Linked DNA regions of Mus musculus: all the other regions are linked to region 3. A link is a contact called in public Hi-C and HiChIP or PLAC-seq data. All regions are on one chromosome and are shown on one strand. Each heading gives the region's core, a stretch centred on a gene start, on an enhancer-like site or on the middle of the called end of the contact. The rest is flanking DNA. Distances are from core to core; before and after follow the strand shown. Region 1 overlaps Pdzd2 (PDZ domain containing 2). Region 2 overlaps Pdzd2 (PDZ domain containing 2). Region 3 holds the start of Pdzd2 (PDZ domain containing 2).

The links. Hi-C and Micro-C count contacts between places; a contact is called where the count stands out from the background. HiChIP or PLAC-seq counts read pairs in DNA pulled down with a chosen protein or histone mark.
Region 1: a Hi-C map of embryonic stem cells shows a contact between it and region 3, with 2.1 times the contacts expected there. The contact joins the enhancer-like site here to the promoter of Pdzd2 in region 3. A contact is called at or near these places in 3 of 39 promoter capture datasets (the 3T3-L1 cell line, embryonic stem cells and hippocampal neurons), 3 of 484 Hi-C or Micro-C datasets (all in embryonic stem cells) and 1 of 115 datasets of contacts at active chromatin or transcription factors (stem cell-derived neural progenitor cells).
Region 2: an H3K4me3 HiChIP or PLAC-seq map of embryonic limb bud shows a contact between it and region 3, with 4 times the contacts expected there. The contact joins the enhancer-like site here to the promoter of Pdzd2 in region 3. A contact is called at or near these places in 5 of 39 promoter capture datasets (the 3T3-L1 cell line, embryonic stem cells, hematopoietic stem and progenitor cells and 2 more), 1 of 15 datasets of contacts at CTCF or cohesin (the NIH/3T3 cell line), 3 of 115 datasets of contacts at active chromatin or transcription factors (embryonic limb bud, heart atrium and stem cell-derived neural progenitor cells) and 2 of 9 other capture datasets (adipose tissue and embryonic stem cells).

Annotation. Positions count from the first base shown.
Region 1 is chr15:12,478,136-12,481,847 of GRCm38.p6, forward strand. All of the region lies in intron 3 of Pdzd2 (PDZ domain containing 2), which reads right to left. Among named protein-coding and RNA genes, the nearest start is that of Gm52211, 12 kb to the right of the region's middle. Within about 2 kb of position 1,261, at least 68 of the 459 cell types and tissues checked have an H3K27ac peak or open chromatin away from gene starts, as enhancers often do. A contact at or near this core is called in embryonic stem cells, where this site is marked.
Region 2 is chr15:12,449,358-12,452,905 of GRCm38.p6, forward strand. All of the region lies in intron 4 of Pdzd2 (PDZ domain containing 2), which reads right to left. Among named protein-coding and RNA genes, the nearest start is that of Gm52211, 41 kb to the right of the region's middle. Within about 2 kb of position 1,639, at least 19 of the 459 cell types and tissues checked have an H3K27ac peak or open chromatin away from gene starts, as enhancers often do. A contact at or near this core is called in embryonic limb bud, where this site is marked.
Region 3 is chr15:12,738,338-12,741,983 of GRCm38.p6, forward strand. It overlaps Pdzd2 (PDZ domain containing 2), which reads right to left and starts at 1,555. Exons shown (of 26, transcript NM_001081064.2): 1 at 1,280-1,555.

The DNA of each region.
Region 1 (3,712 bases), core at 11-2,510, 260 kb before region 3:
ACCCACCCACCCACCCACCCCACGGGCACAGAGGGAGTAAGAGAACTAGAATAATAAAGTTTAAAAAGATGCCTACAGAGTCCATGCACCAGCTGCAAGAACTATGGTGAGGAATGTATATCCCAAACGACTGTTCTTTAATGAAGGTTACAGTAAAGCAAGGCTTTCCACAGTGAAAAGCAGCAACCAATTTGCTTCACCAGCCCTGGTGATGATCACTGAGTGTTTAGAACGGATCTCCAGGCTCTGAGCAGCATCCCACAAGCCTGCAACTGACGTCGAGGAATCCGAGGTTTTCTGTAATCAAAGGGTCTGAATCCAGACATTTGCATCACATAATTATTCCTCATCACTCTCTTTCATGATACCCCTTCTCCACTCGAACCTGAATTTCCGAGTGCTGCACTCATGATACAATTAACCATGGGCATCGATGTCTCAAAATCATTACAATAGACTTTCAATGGGGCACATCCAACTTTACACTGAAGGCCATTTAAAGAGATGTTAGGTCCTGGCACCTCTGTAAGTATAATAATTACAACTTAGTAAAGGGGCATAATGTTAGAAAAATGGCTGATTTCCTTTAAAGATGCTGACTAGATTTTTCCTTCCAAAAAATACAACAAAAACCAAGGAGATGTAACTTGGTTCAAAATGTAGTCAGAAACAGAAATAAAACCTATATTCAAAATTGAAGCAATGGACATCTGTGGCACATATATACACAGAAATGCAATTCGGCAGTACAAAGGAACAGACTTTTGATACATAAAACTGTGCAGATGAATCCCAAATGCATTATTCTATCTGTACTAGTTAGTGTTAACAGTCATGACATCAAACATGGTCCTCGGCCACCAAATCTTCCTTGCTTTTTGCCCCATAAGCCAAGATCGTTACACTTCCATTGCCTTCTGTGGGCTTCCAAAATCCTGCCAATCTGTAATATTTAGCGTTAATTTCTGGCGAACTGCTTGATGCTTGCAACCTCAAAGCTGTTGTGCTCCGACCTGGTGTTTTACATTGTCCCTCTGTTACATATGAGGGGGAAACCGTCACTTGGTCACGTCTCCTGGACTGGCTCCTCTTAGTGTGCTTTAGTTGTTAATCTTTTCTAATTTTTAAAAATGTGTAAGTTAGGGAAATGGCTCAGTGTTTAACAAGCTTGTATGCGCACAAGAGCCTCAGTTTGGATATAGCAAGCCTGGGTGAGTCTCCCTCCCCCAGCGTCAGGCTTTGGAACGCTTGGTCCCTCACTGATACTGAGGTTTGTGGATGCTTAGGAGGTGTGGCCTTGTTGGAGGAAGTATGTCACTGGGGGCGGGCTTTAAGGTTTTCAAGCTTAAACTGTTCATTCCCAGCCTGCTTGGAGTTCAGCTTGCAAGCCACCAGCTTCCTGTTCCTGTTGCCGAACCTTGACTTCACCAGCATGAACTCTAACCCCCTGGGGCTGTTAGCCCAGATCTTTTGTAAATTGCCTCGGCAATGGTGTTTCATAACAGCAATAGAGAAATAACCAGTACACAGGGGGTTCCCCCAGAGCAAGCTGGCTGGTAGGACTAGCTGTATCAGTATGCTCTGAGTTTGATTGAGAGAGTCTGCCTCAATAAGATGGAAGAGCTACAGGGGATGATGGCTCCTGATATTAACCTTGGGGCTCAGCTGGGCAGTGGTGGCGAACACCTTTAATCCCAGCACTTGGGAGGCAGAGGCAGGGGGATTTCTGAGTTCGAGGCCAGCCTGGTCTACATAGTGAGTTTCAGGACAGTCAGGGCTACACAGAGAAACTCTATCTTGAAAAAGCAAAAACAAACAAACAAACAAACAAAAACCCTTGTGGCTCCATACACAAGCATGTGTCCCACACATATACATGCATGTACACACACACACACACGATAATAAAGAAGAAAGTAAGGTTATCTTTGAACTAACGAACAAAGCAGCTGGAACAAGCTCTTCTCCCTCATCAAGTCTCTAGGTAATTCTACCACAGGAGGTGTTACTGCAGCCCAGCAGGGGTAAACAGGCTTAAAGTCACTGGAAATGACTGAAACCACTGAGCACAAGGCTCCCGTGTTAATGTTTCAATAAAATCTTTTGTTCGGTTCTGCTAAAGCCTTTTCAGTCTCCTCCTTTCCCCCTTTAGGCCACCCCTGGCCAACCTGTGAGTGCTGGCATGTCAGGACCCACTCTTCTGGGGGAAGGAGGGCTTCTCAGAGCTGAGGCTCATAGAACTCACGAAGCCCCCTATTCCTGTGTCTCCACACTTTCACACTGCCCATATACACCTGCTTAGGAATCAAAGTCCAACTCAGAACAGCCCCCGCCTCACAAAATTTCCCCCCAGCCTACAGCCCTGCATAGCATCAGGTGACCTTGGCTATGAAAGCACATGCAACCATTATTGTTATCATTCTGTCCAAGCTCCTCCCCACAGTTACCTAGCAACAGCCAGGGAGGCCTGGCTATAAAAGGGGTTGCTTGCCCCCTCCTCCCTCTCTTGTTCTCCTGTCCCCTTGCCCTTCGCCCCCTCCCTTCCCCCTCTCTCCACATGCTCATGGCCAGTCTCTACTTCTCTCTCCTCTCTCTTCCCTCTCCCCTCCCCACTTTCTCTGCCTCTACTACTTTCTTAACTCCCCTCCCCGTGCCCTGAATAAATTCTATTCTATACTATACCATCGTGTGGCTGGTCCCTCAGGGGGAAGGGATGCCTCAGCATGGGCCCCGCTGAGACATCCTCTTCCCCCATACCTTACCACATCACCACAGAACATATCTCCTCTTTTTTTATCTTTTTATACAAACACATCAATTATCATATGGTAAATTCACATATTCTTCTAGTATGGATGAATTCTTTATATTTTATGTATATTGTCTCTTTGTGCCTTCTTCCCCTAAACTCGTGCAGCTCCGAGGAGACGTGTAGTGGCTGCCCAACACTGAGACTAATCAGCATGGACTACCCGAGTATCTCTTCCTGGCTGTGCAGAACCATTTCCTGGGAGGATGAATAAAGCTTTATTTTAGGGGGAATCTGCTTGTTGAACATCTGCAGCAGATTTTCACAGATATTAAAAGCTGTCTGGTTTCAAATCAGACTTGGAACACACAGTCCAAACCTCTGTCATTCGAAAAGGCTAGATCTTGAAGCTTTTTGCCACCCAGGACAACAAAAGAGGGGGGAAGGAAGGCAGCCACTGCCTTCTGGATACAAAACAACATCCTGGGACTTGCATATACTTGCTCACCTGCAGCATCTGCTTTAGATCGCAGTGGAAAAGTGATTGCAAAATGAGCAGAGAGTGTGAAATGATTCATCAACCGCTGACAGAATCACCCTAGTCAGGAAATGAGAAATCCCGATTCCTCCTCCCTGCCCCCAGTAGGCTGTTAGTCCTACGAAAGTGTTGCTTCTGCATATAGAGGGTCCATATAAGACAGTGGCTCTCAACCTTCCTAATGCTGGGTCCCTTTAATACATTTCCTCATGGTGTGGTGATTCACCAACCCTAAAACTAATTTCCTTGCTACCTCCTAACTCTTAACTTTGCTACTTTTGTGAATCATAATATAACTGTTTGATATGCAGGATACCTAATGCGAGATTCCTGGGCAAGGGCCAAAGGGGTTGCAACCCCCAGGTTGAGAACCACTGATACAGAGCCACTGAGCAGAGAAGGTGTCCTGGTTAGGTTTTGCTTCA
Region 2 (3,548 bases), core at 389-2,888, 290 kb before region 3:
TTTAGCTGATTGGGGCTAAAGGAAGGCTTACTTAAAACTGAAACAAATATTTCAAATTCACTAGGCTAGTGTCAGTCTGGGTCAAATGCAAATAGGCTCTCCTAAACAGAACAATAGTGGATGTAGTTCCAACTGCCGGCTTACAACTCCACCCTAGTTTCTAACTCAGACATCATAGACTCCTGGATTTCTCATCTCAGCAGGAAAAGGCTAACAAATAGAGAGTGTGTCAGCTTCACATCCATGTATAGATCCCACATCAAGTTCCTCATCTTCTCCACCAGCACTCCTACCAAAGCCACTAGTGCCCTTGGCTTGAGCGGTCATAAAAGCCTGCAATCTGGTCTCTGAGCTCACCAGTTGGTTCTACAGGATATTCGCTACTAAACATCCAAAGGAAATGCTTTAGAAGGACAAGCCAGAACATCCCCTGCTTCTGCCCCTCAGGGGCTGAAACAAGCTGTGGGCTGAGAACAAGGCCCATACTCTGTGGTCCTGTGGACATGCCCTTCTGACTACCATGAACATTCATGGGGTTGTTTGAGCTTACTGAGAAGTGAGCTCTCAAACTTGTGCTCCCCTATTTCAGAACCGGGTTTGTCTCCGAGTTCCTTGTCTGGGGATTGGATGGCCACCCTAACACTGTAACAGAGAGGGAAACAAAGAAACAAACAAACAAACAACAACAATACACAACACTGTAGCTTTCAGAAAAGTTAGAGGAGGAACCAATTCCAAGAGGCATTCAAACTTGTTTATCCATGGGGGAGTAAGAGAAAGGACTGAAGGAGCTGAAGGTGTTTGTAGCCCCATAGAAAGAACAACATCAGCCAACCAGACCCCCCAGAGCTCCCAGGGACTAAACCACCAACCAAAGAGTACACATGGCTCCAACCCCATATGCAGCAGAGGATGACCTTGTCGGGCATCAATGGGAGGAGAGGCCCTTGGTCTTATGAAGGCATGATGCCCCAGTTTAGAGGAATGCCAGGGCAGGGAGGAGGGAGTGGGTGGGTGGGAGAACACCCTCACAGAAGCAGAGGAAGAGGGGATGGGATAGAGAGTTTGGGGTGGGGTGGGGGGGAGGCCAGGAAAGAGGATAACATTTGAAATGTAAATAAAGAAAATATCCAATAGAAAGTGTCTACTATGGAGAGGAGAAGCTGGAAGGTCAGTCGTTGGAAGCTCAACCCTGGTGAAGGCTCAGTCAGGACTGCAGCTGACTGTCTCAAGCCAGTTTCAGCTGGACACTGTGAGCTCCGTATTTGATGGTGTTCTCTCTCTCCGTTGGCATTCATTCTTTACTTGAAGCCCCACTGGAGGAGGGGTCCTTTTGATCTGCCTAGGAGTCTCTTTATTGGGAACTCAACTGGCTGCCTTCGGGGGGCTTCCCCAATTTGATTTCTGCGGGGTGTTTTGAATACTTGGTTTAATGGTATTTTGATAGCTACCTATCTAATTGCTATACTCTGGCTGGCTACACACTTTTAATCAACTCACTGGAAAAGGATGTACTATGGCTATCATAGATCATTCTCTGGACTGTACAAAACAACTTGCTAAGCTATCCTGTCCTCTCCTAGGGCTGTTTCGTGTTCCTGGAACAACCTATTGCTCCTGCTGTTTGCAGCTGCTTTTGCTGGTTCTCCTGAGACCTTCTCATAGGGCTGGTCTTCCAGGACATGGCTCAGCTCACATAGCACCTCTTTAGGGAGCTCGCTTTTGCTGACACCTGATATCAACTACCGCTGCGGGTGACAGTCCCGACAACTCCCCTCTTCACGTTAGTTTAGGTTACTAGTGGCATTTGTCATTATCTGATATTTTATAGGCTCCTTTATTGCTTATAACCCCTTCTGAGTTCTAAAAGACATGGAGCCAGGGAGCCAGTTCAGCTAACGCACCAAATGGATTCTCTAGCAACTAGGACACAGCATAGCAACATTCCATGAGCACAGAGGCAGTAACCAGTGTAGAATGCTTATCTGCAAATCTTACGGTTCTCTGGGCACCACTGAGGTAGACATTAAGAGGTTCTTCCAGAAGGGAGACCTGTGTGTTTGCCAGTGACTGGCTTGTGGACATAGATCTAGCTGTAGAGACAACTGAATTCCAAGACAGGCCCTGTCTAGACAGATGGCTTGAGCATTCGTTTCCTATTAGAATGGCTTAAAGGGCAATGACACACCTGTGAGTTTATGGAGAAAAAGCCAAATGATGAAAAACAGGCATCTATGGGCTTCTGTACTAACGACAGAGGGTTAGCCTTTCCTGTAAGCCACGGCTACTGTGTGAGTTCACACACTGGCAACGCTTCACTGAAACCAGCACCAGGATTTATTTACTAAAACAGGGCAGCACATGAGAGAGCTGCCAGGTAGCATTTAAATGACCTCATTTCTGCTGCAAGCCAAAAGAGCATTATATAATAGCATCTTTGCCCCACATGTGAGAAGACACATCATTGAAACAGAATTTCACTGCAGTAAATGTTTGGCCCTCCCTGCAAGCCTATTCTGAAAGCATTTGCGTCTCCCTTCTTATTTAGGATAATCAGTAAGAAAGGAAAAATGTTTAGTCAGGGCTTAAAGCCCCTTAGTCACCAGATCACAGTGCTCAGTTTACAGGCGAGAGATCAGCCCAGAGAAAAAACAAGGCAGTTTGGAGGCCACAGCGATGTGGACAGAGGAACTGAGGTTAGAATCTATTGTCCCATCTATTCTTGGTGTCTCAGGGCATCTTCATTAATAAGGATATACAAAGCACTCCAGGTGCAAGGCATGGAGCTAGATCTGGTGACAGGAAGACATATACGTGGGGTTGGAGAGATGGCTCAACGGTTCAGAGCACTGGATGCTCTTCCAGAGGTCACAGGTTCAATTCCCAGCACCCACGTGGCAGCTCACAACTGTCTGAAACTCCGGTTCCAGGGGATCTGGGCACTCTTACATACATGCAGGCAAAACAATGCAAATGCAAGTTAAAAATATAAAAAAAGAAGACATATAAGGCCCCCCCTTTGTGGAGTAAAATAGGAACACAGAGACACCATATGGTCATTGGAATATTTTCAGATTACGTTGTCAATGTGCCAATGGGCAGGCAGCGGGACAATGCAGTAGCTCAGAGTACAGTGGCCTGATGATGATCAGGTTTTCAAAAGGCCATAGAGGTCCCTTACAGACTTGCATCAGGATGGCTGATGTCAGCAGGAAGGTGGGAATCAAGAGACAGTGGAAAGAAGAAGAGACATCAGGCAGAGAGTGCAGCCTCCACAACACTAGTACCTCCAATGAAAATCCAAGCCAACATGGTGGTGACAGGCTGTACTAAGAAAATCCAAGCCAACATGGTGGTGACAGGAAACCCTTGATCCCTTCAGCACAGGTCTGGCCCAGGAAACCACAACACTAGGAGCTTGGCATTTCTGCCCCTCCCCCATCCTCTGGGGAGGGGTGGAAGTCAGAGTTAATGAGGGATTACATTTTCAAGAGGAAGCCTCTGTCCTCTGTACAAGATGCAGATGCAGATCCTGTGTATGGGGCTTT
Region 3 (3,646 bases), core at 305-2,804:
ATGGTTCTGATTTTTTTCCCAACACCTACCAGCCCTGCTACTCCTACCCGGTAACACACCACACAAGCTCACACCACGGTGTAGCTTTTATAGTAGCAGCAGTTCCTGGCTCATCCAAATAGAAGAAGAAATTCATGGAGCTAGAACAACCACCCACAGCCAGGGGTGTGCTCTGAGAGATTTTATTCCGCCCTCACAAGCAGTCCTCCCACACCACACCTGCCAGCGTGTACCTACCTGGCTCCCACCCAGAAGGCACGGGCCAGAAAAAGCTGACCCAGTAGAAACAGTCGAGACCCTATCGCCCAAGCCTGGAGCAGAGATGAATGTGGGAGGTTCCTCCCCCCCCCCCCCCCCAAGAGAAGTGCTGTGAAGATTCAGGGGTGTGTCTGCAAGAGAAACTCACTTTCTTTGGTCACTCCACAACCACTTAACCTTCAGGAGCTTCATTGTGACTTGTCAAGCAAAACCCATGGAAGAGGCAAGCCCCAGCTCAGGCCTCCACAATGCCCAAATCTCCAGTATATGCCTGGACTCTGGAATGCCCCAGTGTCCGACTTTCCAGTGTTTGCCACCAGCACATGCCAGACCTGGTGTGACTCCAGGGTCCCTTATCAAGAGCTATGCAGAGAGCAGGGCTGCTGAAGGGCCGCTGGTAAACTTCTGTCCAGGGTCCTAGATGCTCCCCCCACCACAATTCAGTCTTGTGCTTCATTGGGAAAGGCGGGCAGGTGGTTTTTTTTTTGGGGGGGGGGACTTCAGGAAGAAATACTTTCCTACTGGAACATCCCTTATCTCCCTGGCAGATGACATTAAACCCCCAAAGATGCCCTTGCTCTTCATGCGGACTCTTTCTCGCGCCACTTAGTGGGCAGGGGGGTTAGCGAGAGATGAAGCGCGGGAGGATGGTCCTTAAAACAGTAACTGGCTAAGGTAGAGAGACAAACCAACACACTGGGATAAGGATTCTTGGCCCGATTTAGGCGTCCCAGGCAAGGCGCCTCCGGTTATCCCGCTGTCTCCATCTCGCTCCGCCCAACCTCTCTCCTCCACTGTGCCCCTCTTACCTCCCACTAGAAGGAAGAGGAGTTTGCGCCACCTAACGCGGGGACCCACTTGGGTGCCCTCACTCGCCTCTTTGCTTGAACTGGGATCCCCACACCCGATTGTCACTGAACTTTCTCCAGCGCACACCGTCTTGGGGTTATCGAGCTCAGCTACCCCGCTAGCCCACCCGAAGCCCCACCCCCGTCGCGGCTGCGGCGCCAGGTCTCTTCACCTGTTCGCGGATCGGCGGAGGCTCGAGCCGCTCCTGGAGCGTCCAGACTCAGGCGCCGCCCGGCGGTGCCGGCGCAGCTACCGCCGCCCCTGCCACCACCACCACCGGTGCTGTTGCCGCGCCTGCCGGGAGAAGCCGCGCCGCAGGGGTTTGCTGGTTGCCGCCGGAGGCGCGATCCCGAGCGTCTTGCGATCGGTGGGGCGCTTGGAGGGCGCCCGCCGCAGCCGCCCCGCCGCGTCCCACTGCCCGCCGCTAGTACGCACTGGCGCTGGGAGTGAGCTTCTCGCTGCGCAGCGCAGGGATGCTCCGAGCCTCCAGAATGGGCGGGGATTCCTTCCCTCTGCTGGATCCGAGGGGCGGGAACTACCTTCCCGGAGTGACAGGCCCAGGGGGCGGGGATTCCCCTGCAGGAATGACAAGGTGGGCGGGGATTCCCCCGAGCAAGCCCCTGAGCGGGGAGGACCGCTCTCCCAGGGAAACAGCAGTCCTAGTGCGCCGGCTTCCTGGGGATCCTGGGAGGAACCGATCCAGGGAGACTGCGGCTCAGAAACGCCATGTAGGCAGGGCTTGGGGCGCCATCTAGGTGGAAGAACTAGAGCTAGGAGGTTTAATTTCCTTTTGCATAGCACTTAACATAGCACATAGCGGAGAAAAATGTCAATTGCCTTATCAGAGATTGGGTGGGGAGGCCCAGGGAGACCGGAGAAAAGCCAACCATCCATCCACTGGCCTCTGGTCCTTAGGATACTTAATATAGTCTTGGTATGAGCATTCCTCGGGAGAGAGAACCTCTTTGCGTCTTAAGAACCTCAGAGCTGTTAATCCTTCAATTAAGCCGCTAGAGGAAATTCCATGGGCCCCAGGATGGAGGATTTGGACGTTGTGAACCTCCTTCTGAGTGAACCTCAAGAGCTAAGGCCAACTGCCCTTCGTTTTATTCCAGGTCACTGGGAAAACGGGAGCCTCTAGCTTTTTGGATGCTTCATCCCACAGATTTTCAGGAAGTCTTCAAATATTTTTGGTTCCCTTTTTTTTTTTTTTTTTTTTTTTGTCATCCTTGTCATTCTGCCTACCACAGGGAGAGGACGATAAGAACATAATAGGGAGACCGCACGGCTCTGCAAATTAAGCTCTCTTGAGAGGAAAAAGCTGGTCTTTTTCAAGTGCTGGCAGATAAGGGTAAAAACATAGGAAAAATTACAAACCTCGGGATCATGAGTTGGTGAATAATGCTTTTGACATTTTCTGCAGAACAGTAATTGGAAATCTTTTGCTTTGAGGGAGGTGAGGATACGTTGGAGCATGGCTAGGCTCTAGATTTGCCCAGCAAAGCATTAAGAGCTGCTCTCTTGGAAGAGCAGCTACGTCACCTGCAGCCCTCATGGAGTGTCCCTCAGCACCAGAGACCAGAGTAGACCCAAGGCGTTTCTAGATAGTATTTTCAGCAAGTGTTGGGGTTCTTGGATTCAGCTTTTCCTTGGCGTTTATAATTCCCAATCCACAGAGATCAATGTCTATACAAATCCAGGCCTGGGTATTATAAACGGCAGTCTTCACCGCCTGAAAGCTTCTCCTCCTGTCTATAGAGAAAACCCTTACCATGCAGAACGGAGCAGTGGATTGTTCTGTGTAGCGCTTAGGAGGTGTTCAATGAAATAGGCACCATTGCCTAGAAAGGTGTTATTAGGATGCCACTAAAAATCCTCCCACAATTATGCAGTGCTATCTGTTTGTTCAGCGATCCCAGGCTCAGCTGCCACCACCCCCTCCCAATCTCAGGAGCCATGAAGAGGCCACCTGTGTCTTTTAAGCCTCTGTACTCCCCACCTGGCACAGCGCTGCTATGCATCCAGCTCGCAACTGAATATGCAAATGGTCACCACTCCAAAGGTTCTCATTGCTCCCTCTCACTCAGCCGGTTCCAGTCCTTCCAGCCCGCTCTGTGCTCCAACAAGAAGAGTGTTTCTTTTGTCAGAAGGACACTCTCCCTTTCCAGGCTCTACTGAGATCCCTCACAACACAAGCATCAGGTGCCCTCTTCCTCCTCATCTGCTACAAAAGTAGCACTTCATTCATGACAACAGAGCCCTTCCCAGGTGTGCTAAGTTGAGGAGCTGGGAGTACGTGGAAGCAAAAAACAGATCTTAGGATGTTTCTAAAGTTCAGTGCATCATGGTGTCCAGTCAAATAGCCAGCCTCTCTAAAACACGAACAAAAGCAAAGCGAGCTACTACTAGTGTGTTGGGGAGACGACTCACTTGCCATGCAATCGTAAGGATCTGGGTTTGAATCTCCGGACCCCAACTAAAGCCAGGCGTGGTAGTGCATTATTAATCCAAGCGTGCCTTCAGTGAGATTAGAAGCACG